Linked DNA regions of Mus musculus: region 2 is linked to region 1. The links are chromatin contacts, called in public HiChIP or PLAC-seq maps. All regions are on one chromosome and are shown on one strand. The core of a region is the stretch at or near the end of the contact, and the rest is flanking DNA. Distances in the headings are between cores, read along the strand shown.

Region 1 (5,732 bases), core at 2,061-4,560:
GGGTCATTCTGCCTCTCTGGCAGAGTTATGCTTTTCTTGATAAGAGGCTATTAGCCAGGTCATCTCTGAACGGCCAAGCAAAAACATGCTCCTTTTGAAATGGAAATAGGCCTAATGAGCAAGCAGTCCTGGTCGGCAATGCTTGATAAAAACAGCAAGTGAACACAACCTTTCTGAGGGATGACGCTTGAGTAAATTTAGAAGGGCTGAGGGACAAATATATATATAAAGTTGCCGCTGTTTTTGTGCTTTTACTGGGAACAGGGTGAGTTAGCTTTGCAGAAAGGTCAGGCTGGGGTTAGGCAATTCTTCACAGATTCCTCACAGCCTGAGGTTTTTACTGAACAATGCAACTTTAGCTAAATACTACTTTGTGTTACTTAATATTCTCTAGGCAAACTTATTTGCTGCAGGAAAAATTGAAATAATAGAGCTGTGCTGTAAAAGGTTTATTAATCAACTTGCTTAGGAAATATTAACAAAGTAGAATTTAGCTGAAGGAGCCTTGCCTCCAAACTTGTTAGAAACTGTAAGAAAGAAAACTTCAAAGCATAATTGAAGTTTAGGGTTGCTGAGGAAACATTCCTGCTAATGTTTGTTTGCCAAGACTGACCTCCAATTACGGTCTCTCCCCAAGACAAAAAAAAAAAAACAAAAAAAAAAAACAAAACAAAAAAAAAAACCAAAAAAAACCGACAACCCTGATTTACAACTGACAATTAGGCTCACTCCTATATCAAAGAACATGCCTATAATGGACCTGGGGCGGGACTGGGGCAGGGAGTCACAGACATCATGAAGACCTAGTCTGTGCTCTTACTAGGAAAAGCAAATTCTGCCAGGTATGCAAGATGAACCTGGGTAACATCTATTTGAAAAGAAAACTGAGGTATTTAAATAGTTCTGACAGTATCTTTGCTGTGTAAATCTCTCTTCTGCTCAAGTAGCCAGACTTTCAGTCTCTTGAATCTGTTTAAATTGTTCAAACTGTAACGAAGGGCTGGGTCCAGAAAGAGATTTAAGGATGCCAGCATATGTAGAATGTATAAACTGATAACAATTTCTGTTTAAGACTGGTTCCTTTTTGTGCATTAGTTAAAACCAGTTGTATCTTTTCCTTATTAACTTCTAATATGTGGAATAATTTCTTACTGGGAAAGCACATTAATTCTATAACATAAACTATGACACTAGCTTGTTTTAATTTTTTCCTTCATTCCCAATGTAGACACATTGATAAGTCTCTGCTTTTCACCCTATTGTTTCCTTTATTTGTTATATTTGAATGAGATGTGGAGCCTTCCTGTTGGGATTGTGAGAGCTGGGGCTTTTGCCCTATCCTCACATCGGTAAAATTGCTTATAAATCAACCATTTGATAAATACTATAATTTTACAATGAATAGCTTTGTAACTATATTTCTTTCTTTCTCTTTCTTTCTTTCTTTCTTCCTTCCTTCCTTCCTTCCTTTCTTTCTTTCTTTCTTTCTTTCTTTCTTTCTTTTTTAGGGGGTTTTCAAGACAGGGTTTCTCTGTATAGTCCTGGCTGTCCTGGAACTCACTTTGTAGACCAGGCTGGCCTCGAACTCAGAAATCCACCTGCCTCTGTAACTGTATTTTTAATAAATCACTCAGTTTTTTTTTAAGATTTATTTTTATTTAAATGAGTACACAGTAGCTGTCTTCAGACACACCAGAAGGTGGCATCAGATACCCATTATGGACGGTTGTGAACCACCATCTCTGAAAGAGCAGTCAGTGCTCTTAACTGCTGAGCCATCTCTCCACAGTTCAGTTTTACAAATCAGAGTTCAGATGTAAGCAATGGATAAATTAAGTTGTATCCAAGGAACTGTGATTGCATGTGCAATCCAACAATAAACCCCACCCCAACTCCCCCAAGAAGTTTGATTTTCTAGAGCTTCATTCTTCCAACTTCTCTCTCCAACAAATTGCCTTAATGACAAGTCTCTAACACCAGCTTTGAGGGCATCTGTGAATTTCCTGTATTTGATTCCTTGTCTGTACTTTGCACTTGAACTGCAGAGGCTCAAACCTGAAAACCATTGTTGCAGAGAGAATTAAGCCCAGCCCAGTCTTTAGCTAACCGATGCTGTGGTGCCACCCAGTGGTAATGTAATTTAATGATCACTAATTCCTACCTAAAAAGATTAAGAACAAAAACCAAACCAAACCAAAACAGAAATAGTGTGTTGTGTATAAAGAACGATTCTCACCGATAATATTACTACATGCTGTCATGTTTCTTTAGTTGTAGATATGGCAAAAATACTTGTGACTGATAGATAAGCCCTAATGTTTAAGAACAATTTGGTATCATCCAAAACACATTCTTCTTTCCCTCTCCCTCTGGTAAGCACTGCTTCACCTGAATTATTACAATTGTCCCCTAAACTGCAGTTTCCACCCTTCCCCCTTTGGTTTACCCTCTACAAAACAAAAACAAAAACAAACACAATGACACCCTCCCTCCCGAAAAAGAAAAGCAGACCCCTAGCAACAGAAGGATTGAGGCTCAAGGATGGAGATGTGAAATCTAGGCTGGCAACACAGCAAAATCCCATCTCAAAATAAAAACTTTAAATTTATCTCAAAATCAAATTCGTGATTGTTAGGTCACAAAACAGGCCTCCAAATGGCAGTACTGTTAGCAATGTCCTAAGATGGCAGCCTGAGTCCAACCCACACTGGATTCTTTTTTTTTTTTTCTTTTTTCTTTTACTTATTATATGTAAGTACACTGTAGCTGTCCTCAGACACTTTCAGAAGAGGGCACCAGATCTCATTACAGATGGTTGTGAGCCACCATGTGGTTGCTGGGACTTGAACTCAGGACCTTCAGAAGAGCAATCTCTTAACTGCTGAGCCATCTCTCCAGCGCCCCCATCCCCACCCCACTGGATTCTTATCAAATAAATAGAAACCTACACTCAGCATTCCTCAGAAGAATGATACCAGGACTCAAATATTATATAAAAGCAAAGATTGTTTTATTCTGCAGAAGTCCAGCATGCTGGGGTCCCCCATTTCAAGTTGGAGACCCCGAAGTGAGCTCGAAGGCCGGATTTAAAGCACATTAGGGGAATTCCTGGGATGGGTAGGTGACCTCTACAGCGGGCTTTATCTCTAGGGATGTTCCAGAACCTTTGCTGGGGAAATCTAGAAACTGTTGTGAGGAAGTCTAGAAACTGCTGCTGACCTGTGCCCTTCCCCCAGCCCAGAGCAGGGTAAACAGCCCTGGAGTGCTTGCCACAATGGGCTTAACGACCCAGATGGAGTCTTCTGACTTGCTGCACCTGCAATTTCCTATAGGAATTTAGAAGAATAGACTGCCCGCTGAGCCTGCTTTGCAACATAATCCAGCTGAAACAAAGGATGGGTTTTGTGGTTTTTCCCTTTCTAAACTGGAGCTGCAGAGTTAAACTTTGAGCCTTGATCAGAACCTTGTTTTGGTTTCTTCCTTCTCTCGAACTCCATCCTTTTCCAGCCCCCCTTTCAGGTAAACCCAGTTCTCCATGGCCACTGGAAAGCTACACTGATCCATTGTCCTTGCCTCCCGCCAGGTGTCAGGGCAGCTTCTGAGGCCTGGACTTACCCCGTTCTTAAAGATTTAGACCTAGTCTCCTGAACTGCCAGTCTGAAGCCTGTTATGAAGTCAACCTAGTCTTCTCAGGAGCCTTCCACTTATTTTCACAATATAATTGATTTATTTCACTGGAGAATGATCAAACTTACGGTCTTCCTAAACCTGCAGATTCATTTACTCTTTCTGAGTGTATACAGGTGATCTAGCTGCCTGCTCTCAGGGACCTAGCATCAGTCATCATCTGCTGCTGCCTGCTGCCCCAGACATGTTCTGCAGATAAAAGGTGGTTCCAGCCTCTCTCTCTCTCTCTCTCTCTCTCTCTCTCTCTCTCTCTCTCTCTCTCTCTCTCCCTCTCTCTCCCTCCCTCCCTCCCTCCCTCCCTCCCTCCCTCCCTCTCTCTCTCTCCCTCTCTCTCTTTCTCTGCTTGTGTGCCTGCCTCTATCCCTTCCTCATCTCTCTTCCCCCAATAAGCCTCTTATACTAGATTTATTGTTTGGTGTCATTTCTCAAGGGTACATCTTGGCATGGCCAGGCTACACCACTCTCATTTTTATTCAATCACTGAAACCAGAAAGGTTAGAAATTTCTAGTGTGGGACCAGAGTGATGGCTCATTGGTAACTGCTTGTTGGGAAACTTGGCAACCTAACTTTGGTTAGTCCCCAGAACCCATGCAAAACTAGGAAGAACTGGGTCCATAGTATTGTTTTCTTTTTTCTTTGGTTTTTTGAGACAGGGTTTCTCTGTGTAGCCCTGGCTGTCCTGGAGCTCACTCTGTAGACCAGGCTAGCCTCGAACTCAGAAATCCGCCTTCCTCTGCCTCCCGAGTGCTGGGATTAAAGGCGTGCGCCACCACGCCCGGCTTGTTTTCTTAACATACACAATAACATTTTTTAATTTAAAAATTTTTTTCTAAAAAAGAAATTCCCAGTGTTATAGTACTAAAAACTAGTTGACATTGAGATGTTGCAATGTAAAACATGTATTTTTATGGCCAGACCAAACTTACAATCTCCTTGAGAGTAGAAGAAAGCCACACAGACTGAGAGCAGGAGCACCGTTTTATAACAAGCAAGCAAGTCACTATACAAATGGAATTTTGCATGAGAAAAGTACATGTTGTGGGGTTATGATCAGATGGTTCCCCTAACATACCATGAAACAATGGAAACAGTTTATGTGATTATAGAGGAAGAATGTAAAAACAAAACAACAAAAAAAAAACAAGTTGACCTTTAGCTGAGGATGTATCTATATAGTATAAGCATGTTAGTCATCTAGACTCAACGCAACTCCCCTGCCACCTTAACTCCACAAAGTTGGCTCTCCCAGCTCTGTCCCTTCCCCAGCTACAGCCTCCAGCTCTTTATTCATCAAAAACCACTCCTCCTTCCTGATACAAAAAGGCTTATTAGCATTGTGAGATAGGTTTCACAGTTAACCCACTTTGAACCAAACAGTAGCATGGTTATCCCCACCCCCACCCCTACCCCCATCAATCTCTTAGTAGTGCCTTTTGGCCAGATATGAGGATTAAGTCACTTCCTCAAGGGCCAGTTGCTTTTTAACATGATAATCTCAGAGAATTATTGATCCATCTATTTACACCTTTGGGGGGGGGGGTATTTACATTTAAAAGCAGGTCTTCTGGGCTAAAGAAATGGCAATACCACACACCCAGACAGCACCTGGCTCTTCCAATACAGCAATTAACAATTGAGAATACAGAGACATGCCTTCATAGCCAACCTATTCAATAAGTGTGGGGGTAGGTTACCCTAACATCTTCTTTTAGTCCAAGAAATGGCTTTATCTCTAACATCAGTAAACTATATACAATAACAAATAGCCAGTGCTCTTAATAACTGAGCCATCCTCCAGTCCCTCAAATTTGTTTTTAAATTGCAAATAGTCAAGTCTTAGGTGAAGGCATGATTTTGAGTCCTTTTCTCCTGCTGCCTTTAAACCAAGTATCATCTATAATAATGTTTCTGTGTAAAAACTTCTCCAGGCCAGGCTTGGTAGTGCAGGTCTGTGATCTGAGCAGAACTGCTGCAAGATCCAGGACAGCCAAGGCTACAGGGATAACAATAAAACACACACACAAAGATGCCCTCCAAATCTTGA
Region 2 (5,732 bases), core at 1,832-4,331, 230 kb before region 1:
AGTTATAGGCAGCTGTGAGTCATATGACTTGGATGATGGTATAGAACTCCTGTCCTCTGGAAGAACAGTTGTTAGTGAAGAATGAAAAATTACTGGCCTCTTGTGAGAACATGAACTTTCACCTCGGAGCCCACCCCTTCCCATCTGGAAAACATACTTGAGAAAAAACATTTTCTGGAACAACCACAGAATGTTTCAACAGGCCAGATGTATTGCCAAACACAGGATATGACTCTTTGGTTGAGTAAACTTGTGGTTGTTAAACTTCCCCTATTCCCTCCCCATTCCCCCTCCCAGTTTGTGGTTTTTTCCTTTAAAAGCTTGTGAAAAATTTGAGTCGTCGTCGAGACTCCTCTACCCTGTGCAAAGGTGTATGAGTTTCGACCCCAGAGCTCTGGTCTGTGTGCTTTCATGTTGCTGCTTTAAAATTTTGGCTGACCGTCGAGACTCCTCTACCCTGTGCAAAGGTGTATGAGTTTCGACCCCAGAGCTCTGGTCTGTGTGCTTTCATGTTGCTGCTTTATTAAATCTTACCTTCTACATTTTATGTATGGTCTCAGTGTCTTCTTGGGTCCGCGGCTGTCCCGGGACTTGAGTGTCTGAGTGAGGGTCTCCCTTCGGGGGTCTTTCATTAGAACATGGTCAGAAGAATGATGCATGGTAAACAATGGCTTGGGGAACTGTGAGAGCCTCTAGGAAAAAAGGCTGAGGGACTTTTACCTCAGGTACATTGTGTTCCCTGGATTGTTCTTGGATGTGATTTCATGCTTCCTATGACAAACATTTACATTCAATTTATAACATATGTTTATTCTTATTGGATGTCACAACATAGCTATAGAATTCAATCTGGCCAGTTTAAGCTGAATCTACATATGGCCTTCTGCCTCACTTTTGACCTTTCTCAGACATAATCTATAATACATGCAACTGTGTTTAAATTGGTCTATCCTGAGAAAGTTCTGGAAAATTTTGATAATATTTAGTTTGTGCTTACTGACATTTATTTACATGTTTTTCTGAACTCAAACAACCTTCCTTGGATCGTTGCTTTCTTTGTTACGTTCATATACATATCACACACACTGAAACTGAAATAGGGTTGTCTAAAGCATTAAACTAGTCTGCCCACTTCTCAAAGGTTCTCAGATCCAAGTCCCACACACAAGATCTGCACAAGTCAACAAAAGTCAATAGCAGTTAACACTTTTGACCACTGAGCCATCTCTCCAGACACTTCCCTATTCTTTTTCAATTAAATATTGCTTTGGCAATTTTAGAATTATTTTTTTCTAGTTCTATAAGGCATTGTTTGTATTGACACTATAAATCCTATTAGGTCTTCATATTTGTGTGTGTGTGTATGTGTGAGTGTGTATATCTTCAATTCCTTTCATCAGGGTATTGAAAGACCCCCGAAGGGAGACCCTCACTCAAGCCTCAGGACAGCCGCGGACCCAAGAAGACACTGAGACCGAACTCAAAATGTAGAGGGCAAGATTTAATAAAGCAACAGCAAGAAAGCACATAGACCAGAGCTCTGGGGTCGAAACTCATACACCTAGTATGGTGTAGAGGAGAATCGACCTCGAGCCAAATTTTTTACAGGCTTATATAGGAAAAACTCAAGGGGGGAGAGCGGGGCAGGGAAAGTACAAGTTTGCATAACTAAGGGGTTCTGCCAAGGGAATTTTACGTAACTAAGGGGTCATGTCCTATTATTTGGCAATGTACCCGGTTCATTCTGAGGTTGTTCCAGGAGGCCCTTATCTCAAAAATGTTCTTGGAACAGTCTTTAGTTGGGAGGGTTCGAACTCTAGGGTGAGGAGTTCAGGAATGCATTCTGGGGTGAAGAGTTCAGGAGTGTTCTGGGAACAATCTCTAGATGGGAGGGGTCGGGCTCTGGGGTGAGGAAGAGTTCAGTAATTTTTTATCTTTATTCTTCAGTATACTTTGCATTGTAAAGGTTTTCAGTTTCCTGGTTAAATTTATCCTTTGAAATTTAATTTTTTTGTAGCTATTATGAATGGGTTTATTAAAATCTCTCAGCAATTAAATAATTAGTACATAAAAATATAACTACTCTAGCTGGGAGTGTATCTCAATTGGTATGCATGCATGTCTAGCATGTAGGAGGCCCTGAGTTCAGTCTCCAGCACTTCATAAACCAGTTATGCACCACTGTAATCGTAGCTCTTGTGGAATGGAAGCTGAAAAATCAGAAAGGTCATCTTCAGCTACAACCTATGCTAGAGATCCTGTTTTAGGGCCCGGGGGTGGGGGGTGGGGAGCCAGAAAGAGAAAGGTGTGAGAAACAAAACAATGATTTTTGGTATGTGGAATTTTTTGTATCTTGCAACTTTACTGAATCTTTTTGTCAATACTAATGGTCTTTTGATGAATTCCTTATAGTTTTCAATGTGTAGAATCATATTTAGGTCCAGGCATGATGGCACAGTTTTGTTTTGTTTTGTTTTTTTCCAAGACAGGGTTTCTCTGTGTAGTCCTGGCTGTCCTGGAGCTCACTTTGTAGACCAGGCTGGCCTCAAACTCAGAAATACGCCTGCCTCTGCCTCCGGAGTGCTGGGATTAAAGGCGTGTGCCACCACTCCCGGCAGGCACACATTTTTTAATCCCAGACATAAACAGGTGGATCTCTGTGAATTCAAGGCCAACTTGGTCTACAAAGCAAGTTTCAGGACAGCCAGAGCTTTTACATAAAGAAACCCTGACTCAACACACACATATACACACACACACAAACATACACACACATGCACACACAAACATACATACACATATACTCACACACACACAAACATACAAACATACATGCAGAGAGCCCTTTGGAGTGTTGACATTGGCCAAGGACAAGGAAATGGGCCAATGGTCTTGGCAGGAATTTGACACTAGAGCATGACAAAGAAGTAAGCTTAGAAAAAAAAAAAAAGAAGTAAGCTTAGGCAGGAACCTGACATTGGCCAAGGACAAGGAAGTAAGAATCTGGCTTTAGGGTAGAACAAGGAAGTAGGCTCAGATATCTTGATCATCCTTAGAAACAGCTATCACTGGAGTGGTCATGGGGCTTTGTGTTTATTGTCTAGCTTGTCCCTGACTATTGTCTTGCTAGTTCCTCATTGTACTACTCACCCTAAATACTTGCATGTAATTAAAATGGTATTAAAAAGTGGATTGGGGGGCTGGAGAGATGGCTCAGTGGGTAAGAGAACTGACTGTTCTAAAGGTCATGAGTTCAAATCCCAGCAACCACATGGTGGCTCACAACCATCCTTAATAAGATCTGATGCCCTCTTCTGGTGTGTCTGAAGACAGCTATAGTTACTTAGACATAATAATAAAATAAGTCTTTAAAAAAAAAGTGGATTGGGAAAATTAAATTTGCCTTCAGTCTCAGAATTGACTGGGGTCATGCTACAATGTTGTCTGTCATATTTCTTTTTAATCCTCACTCCTGGGCTGGAGAACCTGTTGACTGACGAGCGAGCTTGGTCATTTACACATACATACACACACACACACACACACACACACACAAACATACACATACTCTCACACACACATACATACATATACTCACAAACACACAAATACATACAAACACACACAAATACACAAATAAGAATCAAGAATCATATTTATAAACAAGGAAATCTGACTTCCTTTCTCCCTATTTCTGTACCTTTTATTTCTTTGACCTGAATGCTTCCTCTGGCTAAAATTTGCAGTACTGTAATGAGTGAAAGCAGTGAGATTTAATCCAGATGTTAAAGGAAAGCCCATAGTTTAAAATCCTCTATTATTTTACATTTTAAGAAACAGCTTACTCGAGGAATCGTTCTTCTCCATGGGATTTAGGTAAATTCCATCAATCATGAAAACATCCCCCCCTATTATTGTAGGACCCCAGGAAGGAGCCCCCCCACTCAAGTCTTTGGTTACCCAAAGAAACACGAGAGACCTTTTTGTTGCAAAAGCACGAGGTAGCTTTAATGGCGGAGCTCCTGGTCGATACATATCTCATGCAGGAGACAGAGGAATTGACCCTGAGACTCAAAAACTCGGGGTTTTAATAGGGTAGGGTTTAGGGGCTAGGAAGAATTGGCGTGGTTACATATGATTGGCCCATTCAAACATCAGCAACATGATTATGAGTCAGCAGAGTAGTACGTGCAGGCCTGGGCATATAAGGATTCTAAAGTGTGTGTGTTGGGGGGTGTCTTATCTGAGTTGACAATGCATCTGGTTAATGTTTCAGCTTTTAACTATGCTCTCTATAGAAAGGGGGGTGAGCAGGAGGCACCGGCCTGCCAGGTGGTCAATGAGTCAGGCAAGATAGTCAGAACCAGTTCCTGTATTCCTTCCCTTATCGTTATGACCAAGTGACCTAGCTTCAAGACAAACTCAGGCAGGCCCGGGCTTGTTTTCTTTGCAGTCTAAGTCCCAGGCCTTTTTAGTTTAAACCTTTTATTTTATTTGATTTCCTTTCATTATGACAAAGTCAAACATGGGACACCCAACTCTCTATTCATTGTTATAGTTGACTAGCTAAAATTAAAACTATCTGTACTCTCCAAACTAGCTAACTACAATATATAGTGCTTGTTCAGCTGACTAAGATTTCTACTTGTAAACCAACTCCACTATTACCTTATCTCTAGTTTATGAATTTCTCTCTCTACATCTATGGCAAAAGCATTCTGAAGATGATCTCTGATCTTCAGACCTGAGATAGAGTTCTGTCATTGTAGACCAGATAAAAATCAACATTCTTGCTTGTCTACATTTTTTTAATTTGTTTTACAGAGAGCTGGTGTTCTTATATAAGGTATGTTCCTGTAAAGAAGTGTCTACCACTACGGTTGAGAACCCACTATTAAAAATAATTCAAGGAATCCAGGGTGGAATCAACACATGCAAATGATATAAGTCTCAGTGAGCAGAGCTGAGTCACATGAAACTAGAATAAAGGAACACAGCCACCAGCAGGGATTTACCCTGGGCCACCTAACAGGAAGAAGACAGTAAGAAGCAGACAGTAAAAACTGCCTGCCTCTAGACAGCAAATAAATAAAGGATAGAGATTTATAAGTGTGATTTAATTGTTTTTAATGATAGAAGGTTTTATATAGATTTTGCCCCAGTCACGTGGGGATTTCTTTCTGCTCTTTTGAAACTGATACAAAGAGTGTAAGCTGAGAAGCTGGAAGCCCCTGCTTTGCAAAGAGCCAGGCCAGCTGCTAGAAGGAATTCAGGAGAGGCAGGAAGCCAGATGGTACGCACAGCAGATATTAAGCTCCACAGAAGGGAGAAGGTAGGGAGAATGAATGAACAAATGCTTTAAAGATATTTAAAAGTCTTGCCAGGGCAAATTCTCAAATGAGGCCACATGGGATTTCTGGGATTGCCTACCATGGTACGACAAAAATAGAGCCTGTAATTAGGCTTATACAGCAACAAGAAAGAATTTAATTAAAGTTAAATATAGAGATGTATAAATATTGAGGCATTCAATCTTAAAAAAAAAAAAAAAAAAAAAGACCGAAAACAGGGGTTAAGAAGCCTAACCGACCTCAGACAGTAGAAGCTTCGGCCTTGAGAATTATATACAGAGAAAGGGGCATACTATAATATGTATCCACGGAGAATTAATCTCCATAGTAGGGAGAATTTAAGTACATATAGATGTATAGATAATTTAGGCCTTGATCTCA

What was found. HiChIP or PLAC-seq counts read pairs in DNA pulled down with a chosen protein or histone mark.
Region 2: a contact with region 1 is called in an H3K27ac HiChIP or PLAC-seq map of embryonic stem cells, with 11 read pairs. The contact joins two enhancer-like sites. A contact is called at or near these places in 1 of 39 promoter capture datasets (hippocampal neurons), 1 of 15 datasets of contacts at CTCF or cohesin (CD8 T cells), 16 of 484 Hi-C or Micro-C datasets (B cells, the C2C12 cell line, CD4 T cells and 10 more), 12 of 115 datasets of contacts at active chromatin or transcription factors (CD8 T cells, T-cell acute lymphoblastic leukemia, embryonic stem cells and 6 more) and 4 of 9 other capture datasets (adipose tissue, embryonic stem cells, liver and 1 more).

The regions. Positions count from the first base shown.
Region 1 is chr6:149,128,864-149,134,595 of GRCm38.p6, reverse strand. No RefSeq gene overlaps it. Among named protein-coding and RNA genes, the nearest start is that of Etfbkmt, 9.8 kb to the left of the region's middle. Within about 2 kb of position 3,310, at least 55 of the 459 cell types and tissues checked have an H3K27ac peak or open chromatin away from gene starts, as enhancers often do. A contact at or near this core is called in bone marrow-derived macrophages and embryonic stem cells, where this site is marked.
Region 2 is chr6:149,354,595-149,360,326 of GRCm38.p6, reverse strand. No RefSeq gene overlaps it. Among named protein-coding and RNA genes, the nearest start is that of Gm38930, 4.7 kb to the right of the region's middle. Within about 2 kb of position 3,081, at least 23 of the 459 cell types and tissues checked have an H3K27ac peak or open chromatin away from gene starts, as enhancers often do. A contact at or near this core is called in bone marrow-derived macrophages and embryonic stem cells, where this site is marked.